Linked DNA regions of Mus musculus: regions 1 and 2 are each linked to region 3. Evidence: chromatin contacts called from public promoter capture Hi-C data. All regions are on one chromosome and are shown on one strand. Each heading gives the region's core, a stretch centred on a gene start, on an enhancer-like site or on the middle of the called end of the contact. The rest is flanking DNA. Distances are from core to core; before and after follow the strand shown. Region 1 overlaps Casp7 (caspase 7). Region 2 holds the start of Plekhs1 (pleckstrin homology domain containing, family S member 1). Region 3 holds the start of Afap1l2 (actin filament associated protein 1-like 2).

What was found. Promoter capture Hi-C pulls out the DNA fragments that hold promoters and counts their contacts.
Region 1: a contact with region 3 is called in a promoter capture Hi-C map of frontonasal cranial neural crest. The contact joins the enhancer-like site here to the promoter of Afap1l2 in region 3. A contact is called at or near these places in 2 of 39 promoter capture datasets (cranial neural crest and frontonasal cranial neural crest), 3 of 484 Hi-C or Micro-C datasets (the HL-1 cell line, reprogramming fibroblasts and uterus), 3 of 115 datasets of contacts at active chromatin or transcription factors (astrocytes, embryonic forebrain and stem cell-derived neural progenitor cells) and 1 of 9 other capture datasets (embryonic stem cells).
Region 2: a contact with region 3 is called in a promoter capture Hi-C map of liver, with 2.5 times the contacts expected there. The contact joins the promoter of Plekhs1 here to the promoter of Afap1l2 in region 3. A contact is called at or near these places in 2 of 39 promoter capture datasets (cranial neural crest and liver), 2 of 115 datasets of contacts at active chromatin or transcription factors (embryonic stem cells and regulatory T cells) and 1 of 9 other capture datasets (embryonic stem cells).

The regions. Positions count from the first base shown.
Region 1 is chr19:56,430,033-56,434,103 of GRCm38.p6, forward strand. It overlaps Casp7 (caspase 7), which reads left to right. Exons shown (of 7, transcript NM_007611.2): 3 at 3,210-3,346; 4 at 3,770-3,898. Among named protein-coding and RNA genes, the nearest start is that of Gm46657, 23 kb to the right of the region's middle. Within about 2 kb of position 2,814, at least 7 of the 459 cell types and tissues checked have an H3K27ac peak or open chromatin away from gene starts, as enhancers often do. A contact at or near this core is called in uterus, where this site is marked.
Region 2 is chr19:56,459,055-56,462,897 of GRCm38.p6, forward strand. Plekhs1 (pleckstrin homology domain containing, family S member 1) reads left to right here and starts at 2,583. Exons shown (of 13, transcript NM_001164263.1): 1 at 2,583-2,643.
Region 3 is chr19:57,006,956-57,010,827 of GRCm38.p6, forward strand. It overlaps Afap1l2 (actin filament associated protein 1-like 2), which reads right to left and starts at 1,620. Exons shown (of 19, transcript NM_001177797.1): 1 at 1,196-1,620. The coding sequence starts at 1,211.

The sequences.
Region 1 (4,071 bases), core at 1,564-4,063, 580 kb before region 3:
GATGGTTGTGAGCCACCTGATTTGGGTGTTGGGAACCAAAGTTGAGTCCTGTAGAACAGCCAGCTCTGTTAACCACCGAGCATCTCTACAGCCCCCTGGTTGTTAATTTTGGGGAACACTGAAGCAGTAGGAGCCTTGGGCTTATATGTCACCTGCAGTCCTCCCTGTCCTTACCTTTGTTCACCTTTCCTCTGGCTTGGCTCAGTCTCTGCCAGCCTGTATCTGGACTTCCCAGGCCACGCGTGGGAACACGCTCACCAAAACTTCTCATTTTAACCACTTGTGGGAGACTGGCACTATGGCCGTCACTAAATGGCCAGGTGGACAGCTGAGAAACTAATTTGTACCAATATGGTAGCTATCCCCAAGGTTTCTAAGGGATAGTGGGTGGGCATGAAAGGGAGAAAAATCCAGAAAAGAGGGTGCCCCAATCCACAGCGCTCTTAGATGGCAGGCGACATTCTCAGACTCATTCATGCAGATGTCATGTGTGCAGCAGCCTCTGGGTGTCCCCCCCTCCCCACGACTCATTCTTGATGCCCCTCAACAGTCATTTCCTGCTTCCCTGTTGCTCTGTTCCATGCTGTAAGCTGATTCCGGCATTTGCTTGCGCAGAGCCGGCTCTTCTCAGAAAGGTAATGTAATGGAGTTGAATGGATACTCACCCTCTGGTGCACAGCTGTGGTCTGGGCAGATCTGGCTTTAACAGAAAACTATCGGGGCTACAAGGAACGATTAATACTGACTGACCCAAATCTGCAAGAGGAAGAGATTTAGGTTCTTTTTGAAAAATAGCAAAGTTCATGGTTGAGGGGATGGCTCAGTGGGTGAAGGTGCTTGCCACAGAGCCTGGTGGCCCAGGCTTGAATCTCCAGGAACACTGGTGGGAGGAGAGAAGCAATTCCTATAAATTGTTCTGACCTCTACACTTATACCATGGTGGCATGTGCACATACATACACACACACACACACACACACACACGTACATGTAATTTTAATTTTTTTGAGGAGTTCAATATAAGGACAGGTTTGGGGAGGGAAATTACCACTGCCTCCCTTCTGAGATACTTGCCAGGGATTAGAGCTGTACACCACTTGAAACTCAGTTTTTAGGTACTTTCTGTGACCTGTGTTGTTATGTTTACATATGTGTGTCTTCATTCCCCCCTCTTGTTCCTTTTTTTTTAACTGAATGAATTAATAACTGTTTTATTAAATGATGAGGTAACGATCCAGGTTCTGTTCTTACAGAAGCAGAGGCCTTCGATTTCGCATGTAACGTTTTCTCCAGCCCCTTTTTCTTATAAAAGATACTGACTGGTTTTGTTTTGCACATTCCTGGGGACCGTAATGGCCTAAGAGTCACAGCATGTCTGAGACGTGGCTGTCATCCTAGAAATTGTAGGGCTTTTAAAATTACATTTAAAATATAAGGGGGGGGGTAATTGGGGAGCTGTTGGGGGAGGGGCACGTGTGCGTAGATGCCGTGGCATGTGTGTGAAGATCAGAAGGCATCTTGCTAGAGTCACTTTTCTCCTTGCACCACGTGGAGTCCGGGGATGAAACTCAGGTCACGCTGCTGAGCCACCTGGCTAGCCCATCACCATAGGATTCTCTCCACAGAAGGTGGAAGTTGAATTGTGCCTCTTAAAGGGAATTCCTGAGTAAAGTGTTCTCCAGCCTGTGGGCCATCCTGCCACCCGCACAGTCCCAGGATAGCCTTTAGGTAGCTGTATGGTGCAGGAATTATGCCCTAAAATGAAGTTGAAGCACTAGGTTTCCCTCCTGCCTCTCGTTTTCTCTCATTTTCTTCACATCCCGGCTCTTACCAAGGCCTCTCACAGAGAGCACCAGCTAAAGCCAGTCTAGAGCTGCCTTGGTCGAGAGTTACAGGGTGAGGAACCTGTTCATGAAAGGTCTGGGATTGTGCACCAGCTTCTCCAATTTAAGTTGAGAGAGGTGAGGGAGCCCTGCCCTGGATTTCAGTATCAAAGGCAGTGTTTGTTCAAACAAGGTGCTATGTAGAAGAAGCACACACCAGGAGGCTGACTCCCAGAGAATCACATCCCAGCCAGATCTGAACTGTGCCCTTGGCCTTGGGCGTTCTCCCTGATCCTATGAAGCCCCTGTGTGCCTTTGCTTAATAGTACCATAGTTGTTTGGAGGATGGGGAAAAGTTAATGTTAATGCCATTGAAATATTCATCCATACAGAATGTATGTATACCTGGGAATTTTTACCCACCTGTGTCTGTAACCATCACCAATCCATACAAAACATACAGGGGCGGGAGAGATGGCGACTGAGTGGGTAAAGAGCTTGCTTGCAAGCCTAAGGACATGGGCTCTGGTCCTAGTACCCACATAAAAGTGAGACATTGCAGCAAGCGCCTGCAACCCAGGCACTGGTTGGCAGTTGAGAGGGTGAATCAGGGCGGCTCACTGGCAGGCCTGGCTAGCTTAAGCAGTGAGCTCCGTGTTCACAGAGAGAGCCTGTCTTTTTTAAAAGATGAAAATTAATACAGAAGACTTCTGATGTTGATGGTGTCCGTGGGTACACGCGGGTGAGCACACTTATACACGTGCACGCACACATTGTGTGCACCACATTACATACACACACCACATTTTTTTAATAAAGGAAAAAGAAATGGGGTTGGCTTTCCTCTGGCTTCTACTGTGAGGTGCTTAAGTGTGCGTGAAGTCTTTTGTTTATCGGCTCTTTGCTGTGTTCCGTCTGTGATGTTCACTCATGTGCTGCGTGCTGTCTCGGCTCATTCTCGGCCTGTTTTACCTGTTACGTGAATATTCCTCGGTTCAGCTACTTACATAAACAGAACTGCAGGCTATTTCCTGTCTGGGACAAGGTGAACAGTGTAACCCTGTCTTTTAGTAAACCTTTGCCTGACCCAAGGTTTGTGTTTGTGTAAGCTTAGTGTGTGTCCTGCCGGCCTTACCCAGTGGACCCCCACCATCCCTACAAGGGCCTGGCAGACTCCATTTCTCTCAGTGTGGCCACTCTGGGACGCACACTGCACCAGCATAATTGTGACTGTGATTTGCATTTCTTGACGTCTACTGAAATTGACCCTGGAGCCTTGTTCCATTTAAACATGACAGTGAAACAGAACCATCTGTCCACCTTGGGTCTTCAACACGGCTGCCCAGACTGCTTCCACAGCCTCTAACTGACTTTCTGTAACCCAAGGAAGAAGAAGAGAAATGCCTCTGCGGGCCCCGTCAGGACCGGCCGGGACCGAGTGCCCACTTATCTGTACCGCATGGATTTCCAGAAGATGGGTAAATGCATCATCATAAACAACAAGAACTTCGACAAAGCGACAGGTGGGTGAGGGGCCGGGCCAAGCCCTCCTGACCCTCCCACGTCCTCCGCACTTTACCAGACATTCGTCAGAGGGCGGCAGTGCCAGCGGCTCTCCATGAGAGAATTTTCAGTCTGAGGTCCCGCTATGTACTGTAGGAGCCTGCCTTAGTTGCTTTCCTGTTGCTGGGATAAAATGGCCTTTTTTTTTTTTTTCCCTTGGGTGGTTCTAGACCGTGTGACATTGACAGCCAGACCTGGCTATCCCAAGACCATGAAGAAGCTCACCTTGAGTGGAGGCTGGGTCCTTTGGAGTTTGCCTCTGGTCTCACGTGTGTGGTTGAGCTGAGAAGTGTTGTTTCTGCTTCAGGGAGTGTTGCTGGAGCCCACACGGCACCTGATCTGACTAGAGCCTGTTCACCCCACTCCTTGCCTTACCCCCACAGGTATGGACGTCCGGAATGGGACGGACAAAGATGCAGGGGCCCTCTTCAAGTGCTTCCAAAACCTGGGTTTTGAAGTAACCGTCCACAATGACTGCTCTTGTGCAAAGATGCAAGATCTGCTTAGAAAAGGTGAGTGTGAGCTGTGCTTGGTGAGTGTGAGCTGTGCCTGTCTGTCCCACCCCAGGCACCTAGAGGAACAGAGCCTAGGCTATAGAATGTTGGCCATAGACAGACTACATTGTAATTGTGTGGATGGACTTTGGACAGGGTAAGAGAGAGGCTGGAGAGTAAATTAGGGACCA
Region 2 (3,843 bases), core at 1,333-3,832, 550 kb before region 3:
GGGACAGATGAATTTTGCACTGGTTTCATTTTTACACTATCTCTAGGACACGGTGTGTAAAGCCTTTTCTCATCTTACCTCTTTTAGTTATCTGGTATAGAATAGAGACGCAGTAAAGATGGCCCACAGTGTGGTTGATGTCACTACTTATTGGTGGCATCAACAGGGATGTTTTCTCCGCAGGGACATTGAGCATACACGTGTCTTGTCAGCTTGCATACTGGTGAGCCCTTGGCTTTGGATCAAGGGCAGAATCACACTGTGGCCTGAATGGGTACTGGGAGTGCTTTGAACCAGGACAGAAACGGGACCATGAGAACCACAGATCTGGCAACCTGCCTGGTTAGCCTTACCAGTCGGTAGCAGAGCAGGTCAAAAGCTGAGAGAAACTGGTCCCAACATAGATCTCACAGATTTCGGGCTACAGAAGAGCACATGCCAGCCATAAGGTCACCATAGGCTGGAGTTTCATTTCTGTCACTGGCTGTGTGGCCTTTAGCAAACTATTTCTTCTCTAAATTACAGTTCCCTCTTTTTGAAATTAAGAGGGTTAGGACTAAATGATATTCTGGGTGAATTAAATCCCTCCCCGTAAACACTAGATATTTCCATTTAGTACATGCTGCTGAGCTCTGTTTTGGTGAAGGAGGAACAGGAAGAGTAATTTTGTGACAGAGGCCTGTCTGTCGTGCATTTAGCAGATTAGTTGTCTGAAATTTCAAAGACGCTGCTTACTTGCAAAGGTATTTGACTGGCAGCCTTGCCTGTGTTGTTGGTAATGATTAATAAGGAAAAACACCACACTTCTGTCTTCTGGCATGTTTCCGGCTATCTCACAAGGTTAGTATTTGATGCCAGAGGCAGATTTCATTTTCATTTTCTACATTGCATCTATAGTACAAGTAGCTTTTCTTAGGTACTTATGGGATATACTAAGCAACTTCCCAGAAAAAAAATACTATTACTGGAGAATAAGAACAAATGTGGGAACATGGTGGGATAGGTAGATGGACAAGCAGACAGACAGAAGATGGAAAGATCATGGGTCTGTCATCTGTTTTATTGTTTTAAAGGAATAAAAATCATAAAGTAATTTCCTCTTCCTCTGTTGGTTAGGAATTGTTACCACAGTGACAGGCTATCCATAGCTCTGCAGTTCACAGTGGAGACCAGCACAGCTGTTGAAGAACTACTTAAGACACTAACTAGTAACATCTGCACAAAGACCGGCTGTGAAGCCACAGAGAGTTTCCAGGTCTAAGGTATTGACTGTATATCAGGAAATATATTTCAAGAAATGGTTTCTCCTAAAACAAACAAAGCAAGTTCTGTGCAGCAGGGGGACAAATTGATTCTGCATGACTGGAGCCCAGAAGAGTTGCCAAAAGGAGAACCAACAAGGCCTGCCTCCTCTGTGTGGTGCAGAAGTAAACAATGGAGGAAGAGCCCTTGCCAAAGGCTAACCAGTACTGTGTACTCCGCTTTTCATGGGGAGCCTTATGCTTTAGGGAAGGTTCTGTAAAGTCAGGATTATCCATCCAAAGGTGGGCATAGTGGCACACTCCTGTAATCCCAGGACTCAGTAGGCTGAGACCGGGAACGCTGTGAGTTCAAGACCAGCCTTGTCTACCAAATAAGTTCTAGGCTAACCTCAGAAACAAAGAGACTTTGTTTCAAAGAAAAAAGAAAGAAGAGAGAGACAGAGACAGAGAGATAGATAGAGACAGAGACAGAGAGAGACAGAGAATTATCCATCCTATTATGCTGATGACTAATGATATCAAAGTCTGAAAGACTACAATGTTAATGAATATGTGGCAAAGCTGATAGAAGCTGAGCTACCTCAGCACTAGGAACAAAGGTAAAAGACTATGTCCTTTTGTTTCTAGAGGTAACAAGATGTAACAATGTAACAGTGATGTAACTCATTAGCACTCTGCCATCTCGTCTACCTATAATATGAGTTTAAAAATACACGCAAACCCCTTAGCTGGCCAATACTACTGCACTGGTCAAATGGCAACTGTTTGTGTATGTTTCTTGCTTTGAAGGGGCCATGTGCTGGACAGCATGCCTAGTCCCTCCCTCCACCAAAGAAACTGCTCCATCATGAATGAATTTGCCAATATTCCTGGAAGCTACTCGAAGGAATGAATGTATTAGAGAAGCCGGGCTTTTGTTTCCTAGTTGGGTACAAAGCAATTCTTCCTAAGGAAGATGTGTTGGTGAGATATGGCTGGGTGGGAAGCAGAGAATTGTTTCAGTGGTAGTCACTGCAGAAGGTCAAGGCTAGGTTAGCATTGTCCTCAATAAGAGTCATTGTTCCTATGGTCCAAAGTCTTGCAGGAATTTTTAAATTTTATTTGCTTTTTTTTTTTTTTTTAAACCAGTTACCTGGAACATCAGGTGTAATGCTGTGCCAAGCCACAAGAAGAATGAAAGCCCAGGACTTCCCCTTAGGCCCCAGTTTCCATTTGTATTGGGGACAAAAGTAAAATCTTCCCAAGGCATGTTGAGAACTTCCTGCTGGTTCACATTTCAAACAGAGCCGGTACTTAATCCACCCTCACACCAGAGCTCACAGTAAGCAGGAGGAGCTCTGGAGCCACACGGTGCAGGTGCAGAGAACTACCTGGTGACCTGGTAAGTACTCGCGGACTGTGACAGAGAGTCTGGAGTCCCAAGGTTGTGGTGATCCGGGAGCTTGTTAACGATTGAGCAATTGCCAATTGGGAAACTGGAAATTTTCCAATTGAGCAGTCTTGCTATTTTAGGCTTTTTCTTTCTAATCTTCTAAGGCTGTAGAACCAGAGGGAAATGGGACCGACCTCTTGGCATCAGACCTATGAACTTCCAACTGGCATGACAATAACAGGCCAGGGTACAAATGTGAGCTCTTCCAGAGTGAGATGGAAGAGCTAAACAGATGGGGAAGGGGGGGCATGGGGCGTGTCTGCTTATTCGGGGCCAGTGACAAGAACTATAAGAAAAACTGGAAAGAGATCGCATCCTCTGTTCCCTGTCTGTCTGTCTGCCTGCCTGCCTGACTGTCTGTCTGTCTGTCATCCATCTGTCATCTCTGTCTGCCTGCCTACCTGTCTGTCTGTCAGTCATCCACCCATCATGTCTGTCTGTCTGTCTGTCTGTCTGTTTTTGAGACAGGGTCTCACAAAGGAGCCCCGGCTGGCCTAGAACTCACAGATATCTTCTAGCCCCTACCCATCAAGTGCTGGGATTAAAGCCATGTACCACTATGCCACACACATTCTCCTTTGTTGAACGGGCAGGAAGTACCACTATCCTGAAAAAGACTGACTTTCAAGTTAGAATCTGGTTCGTGTTCTGAATCCTTAATTCTGTAGAGACTAGTTGCTTAATCTCTCTAATGGCTGTTTCCTTGTCTGTGACTGGATGGTACAGAATTGTAAAAATAATTTAAACTCTAGGTGCACGGCAGGATGTAGTATGCATACCATAAATGCTAGCTATTATTGACCCTCAAATATTATTTGAGACAGAGAGGACCTGGTAACCAGCATTCTCGGGAACAGAAAAGTAGTCCCCATAGGCAACACTGGAGTCCTTTGTGGGCATCATGAGGCTAGAGCTGCCCCCAAAGCACACTTTACCAGGCTTAGTGCGCTAGGAAAGTGGTGCCATTGGAAGGATCCGTGTGCATCCATGTGGAGCCCTGTGTGTTCTGCCTGGGGAGCTAGATACACTTCACCTTGCTCTTTCTCTCTCACGTGCAGGTCTCCATTTGTGAAATAAGCCCCTTCAGTACAGGCTAGTTCTGAGACCCAAAAGTCACAGCGTATTACACAGCTGTGTAAATACCATTGG
Region 3 (3,872 bases), core at 370-2,869:
GGCAACTTCAGCCTTTCCCTCACAAACTGACCAGATTCCATCAGAACTAAGACAAGACCTCCCGGATAGACGGGGGAGAGAGGCTAAGTGATTTCTCCTGGCGCTCCTCCCCTACCCCGCTGACTCCAGAGCCCTGACCCTGCATTCACAGGTGAGTCACTAAAAAGACTACGTTAGGAAACTAAAGCCTGCCCGCACAGTTCCCTTATGTGAGTTCCATAAATAAGAAACCATAGAGGGAGATCGAGATTCCTTGGCAACCTGAGCGTTTGCCTTATTACCCTCCCATGGGAAAATAAGTGCAGAGGCAGAATTTCCCCTTGCAGGCTTAACTTAGACAACCCCTAAAAAGAGCGAGTACAAGACCCTTTTCCCAGAGGGAGGCATGTAGGGGCGCACCGACGCATCTGCCTCAGGGGCAGCACCTTGAACCCCCTTTTCAAAGGACCTACTATCTGAGGTTTCTGGATTCCAGCCCTGGGGCTCCAAAACCCTTCGGGCATATCCGGACCGGCCCTCCCACCATGGTTTGGCCAAGATCCCTGGCCAGAGCCAAATCCAAGCTCGCTCAGCTGCCAGGACGCCTACGGGCGCTCCACCTGCTGGGCAGTCCACTGGGCTCCTAACTCACACCCCCCCCACGCAGCTTTGGGGTGCAGGATCCGCAAAGGGCATGGCGAGGCAGGTTACAAAGTGGTAGAGAGACGGACCTTGTCAAGAACAGAATAGCACGCCACCCCACCACATTAGGAGTTTTTTCTGCTACCGGACAAGACTTTTCCGGGAATCTGCAAGAAGCCCCTCAACAAGGCAGCATCCATAGAAAGAGCCCTACAACTCGCCCCTTTGCCCCCAGCAGCCCCTTACTGTTGAGACCTTACTAGGGCCCCCCTCGACTGTAGACATCTTTTCCCCAAGGCAAACTGAAACTGGGGGTGACGGGATGGCTCAGGACACACCCTCGGTTCTCCAACAGGTGAGAAGCCTCACTTTGACCTCCAAGCAGAGACCTCTGCCCCAGGGGCCCAGGAGTATCAAATAGCACGGACGGCATTCTACGCCCAGAAGCCCACCGCCCTGTTCGTGACTCCTCGGTCGCCCTCTCTAGGGCTGCGGTCCCTTGGGCGTAGACTGTCCGTTCTGGACACCTGAGTCCGGGATACCCGGAGCAAGTAGGTGCGCCCTGCGCCCTCACCTTTGTAGCGCTCCATCCCGGGCACGGTGTGCGCTGCTATCGGCTCCGCGCTGAGTTCTCCGCGCTGGACTCCGCGCTGGGCTCCGCGCCCCCGCTGAGCGCTGGCCCCTCCCAGTGAAGTCACGCTCGCCGCCCGACCTCCCGGAGTGGCCGCCGCGCCCCTAGCCCTCCGATCCTGACTCCACCCGAGCCGCCCTGGACCCCGCCAGGGATCTCCACAGCCGGTCAGGACAATCAGCGCTCTGGTCCTCACGCACCCCGCACTGGGCTCCCCGTCCCGAACGCAGATCACTTCCTCCAAGTTGGCCCGAGGGCGGCGGCGCGAAAGAAAGAGCCTGGGACGTCCTCAAAGCCCGGGGAAGACTCCGGGAACAGCGAGCTCCCGTAGGTCTCCACCAAGATCTGTTTTCTCCAGTGTTGAGACTGCGAACCCAATGCCGGGAGGAGGAGACTGAGGGCCAGCGGGGAGGTGGAGACGGACCTAGAGCGCCTCCTGCTTGATCCATCAAGCCAGTGCGCCCACATCCTGGGCCCTCCTGGATTAGCTCCTTGAATTTAGAAGCCGCTGGGGGCCGGCTTTCAGTCCACCTTGCCTGGCACCTGTACATCGTGCACACTTTAGAGCACAGGAAATGACCTCCTTGTAGCCTGCTGCCTGAGCCCAGATTTTATGGGCGTCTTAGCCTAGGCTTTCCTGAGGAGGATTACAGTGTCTGGAGCCTCCTCAGCAAGCCTGGTCTTCAAGAAAAGATGGCACCTGTCCGAGGTTATTTTCACCTCGGAACACATTTAATCCTTTTCTTTTGATTCCCTCCAATCCTTCCAAATTCCTAAATCCTCTCCAAAGATTATGGGGTTTTTGTTTGTTTTGTTTGTTTGTTTTTGGTTTTTCGAGACAGGGTTTCTCTGTATAGCCCTGGTTGTCCTGGAACTCACTTTGTAGACCAGGCTGGCCTCGAACTCAGAAATCCGCCTGCCTCTGCCTCCCAAGTGCTGCGATTAAAGGCGTGCGCCGCCACGCCCGGCTACGTTTTCTTTTAAACTTTCGGATTTCACTTTTTAAACCATGCTTGGACTCTCGACAAAGGCCCGGAATATACACTTAGGGAAGGTTTGTTGTTTTCCGAGAGCCCCCTTCATGCTTCCTTGGAGCAGCAGAGTCAGCTTTGATCTCTGCAGATCTTCCGCCCAGCGATCTGCACAAACACTTTTCCTAGTTAGAGCAGCAGCTCACGTGAACAGAGCCCTCCTAGCCAGCCAGGAGCCTCGCTCAGGGCTGCAAAACCCCAGCCTTTCAGTTTGCCCATTCACCCTGAGGTAGCAGGTCGCTGTCTGTCTCCTGTAGTATAAACAAGTTTAGGGGGAAGGGGGTGGACAAAGTCACATGGGAGGAGCCCTAGGGATGCCTACTTCCAAGTCTTATGTGTGTAGGTCAGAGACCTCCACATGCCACATGCACATGAACACACATGCAAGTACACACACACACACACACACACACACACACACACACACACACACACAGTTGGCAGCAAGAATGGGCATCTCCCAAGAGAATCAGGGTAGGAAGAGGTATTCCGCTGGCCTCCTGTACAGTAGCCCTCAAACAGTCGAGCAGCTGTGTTTCTGCCTTAGTGTTCTCATTCCTACCCCTTTCTTCCTCTTGCAAATGGCCCAGCAGGGCACACACCCTCCGTTCTGTGGTGGTTCCAGACTACTCTCAGTGGAGCCCTGGGTTTTCTTTGAAATGCTCAGTATTGGAAAAGAAGCCTCAAGTCTGTGGTCACTGGTCACTTTTGGCCAGACTCCTGCCCTGCCTGCTGAAGCTGAGTGAGCAGGTCAGGCCCCACTCAGCAGGGCTTCCGAGCTAACCTTCACACTGAAGGCTGAAGAAAGCTTGGCCCTGGCTGACACCCCTAGGGTTAAAGGGTCTCCACTCTACAAACGAGCACACAAAGAAGTGAGACTTGTGTAATTTTACAGAGTCAGGACACAAACCAGGCAGAGCCCAGGTTTCCTGACTCCAAATCCTACTTCCCTCACAGCCTTTACCTCAGGCTTTCCTGTGACATTAACTGGGCAGTGCTGTTCCCCCAAATCCTCTGACACCTGTTTCTGCCCTTCAAGAAAGCATGGCACCCCCTTCTAGGCCAGCAAGGCTCTCGTCCGTGTCTTGCCAAGTTCATTAACCCTTCCTTGTCTCCAAACTGGTTATAGCTTCCCTGAATCCTCTCCAGACATACAAAATATTAAAAATGCAGTTCAAGTCGATCTAAACCTGCAATTCACAACCCTTTTCCAGAACAAAACTGAAATGGCAGAACTACCAAGAGGAACTCCAGGCAGCCAGCCCTCCCTGTGGTCTCCTGGGTGTTGTTGAACCTCTCTGCCCTTGGCAACTTTGTAACTTTCACAAAGGAAAGGCACTGAGTTTCTGTCAGACACCTGGAACCAAGAACAGTGCTGAATCCTATATCAAACACCATTGATATTTAGTGTGCTAACCAAGCCAGCCACAGAGAAAAGCTTATACTCCACGGACATGGTGAAGAGAGAGGACAATACAGGGCCTGAGCGGGACAGAGTCTGATCACAGGAATTCATCGAGCTACTCAGAATGGCAAGATTGTTTGAACCTGTGAATTACATATTTCTGGAATTTTCTATCCAATATCTT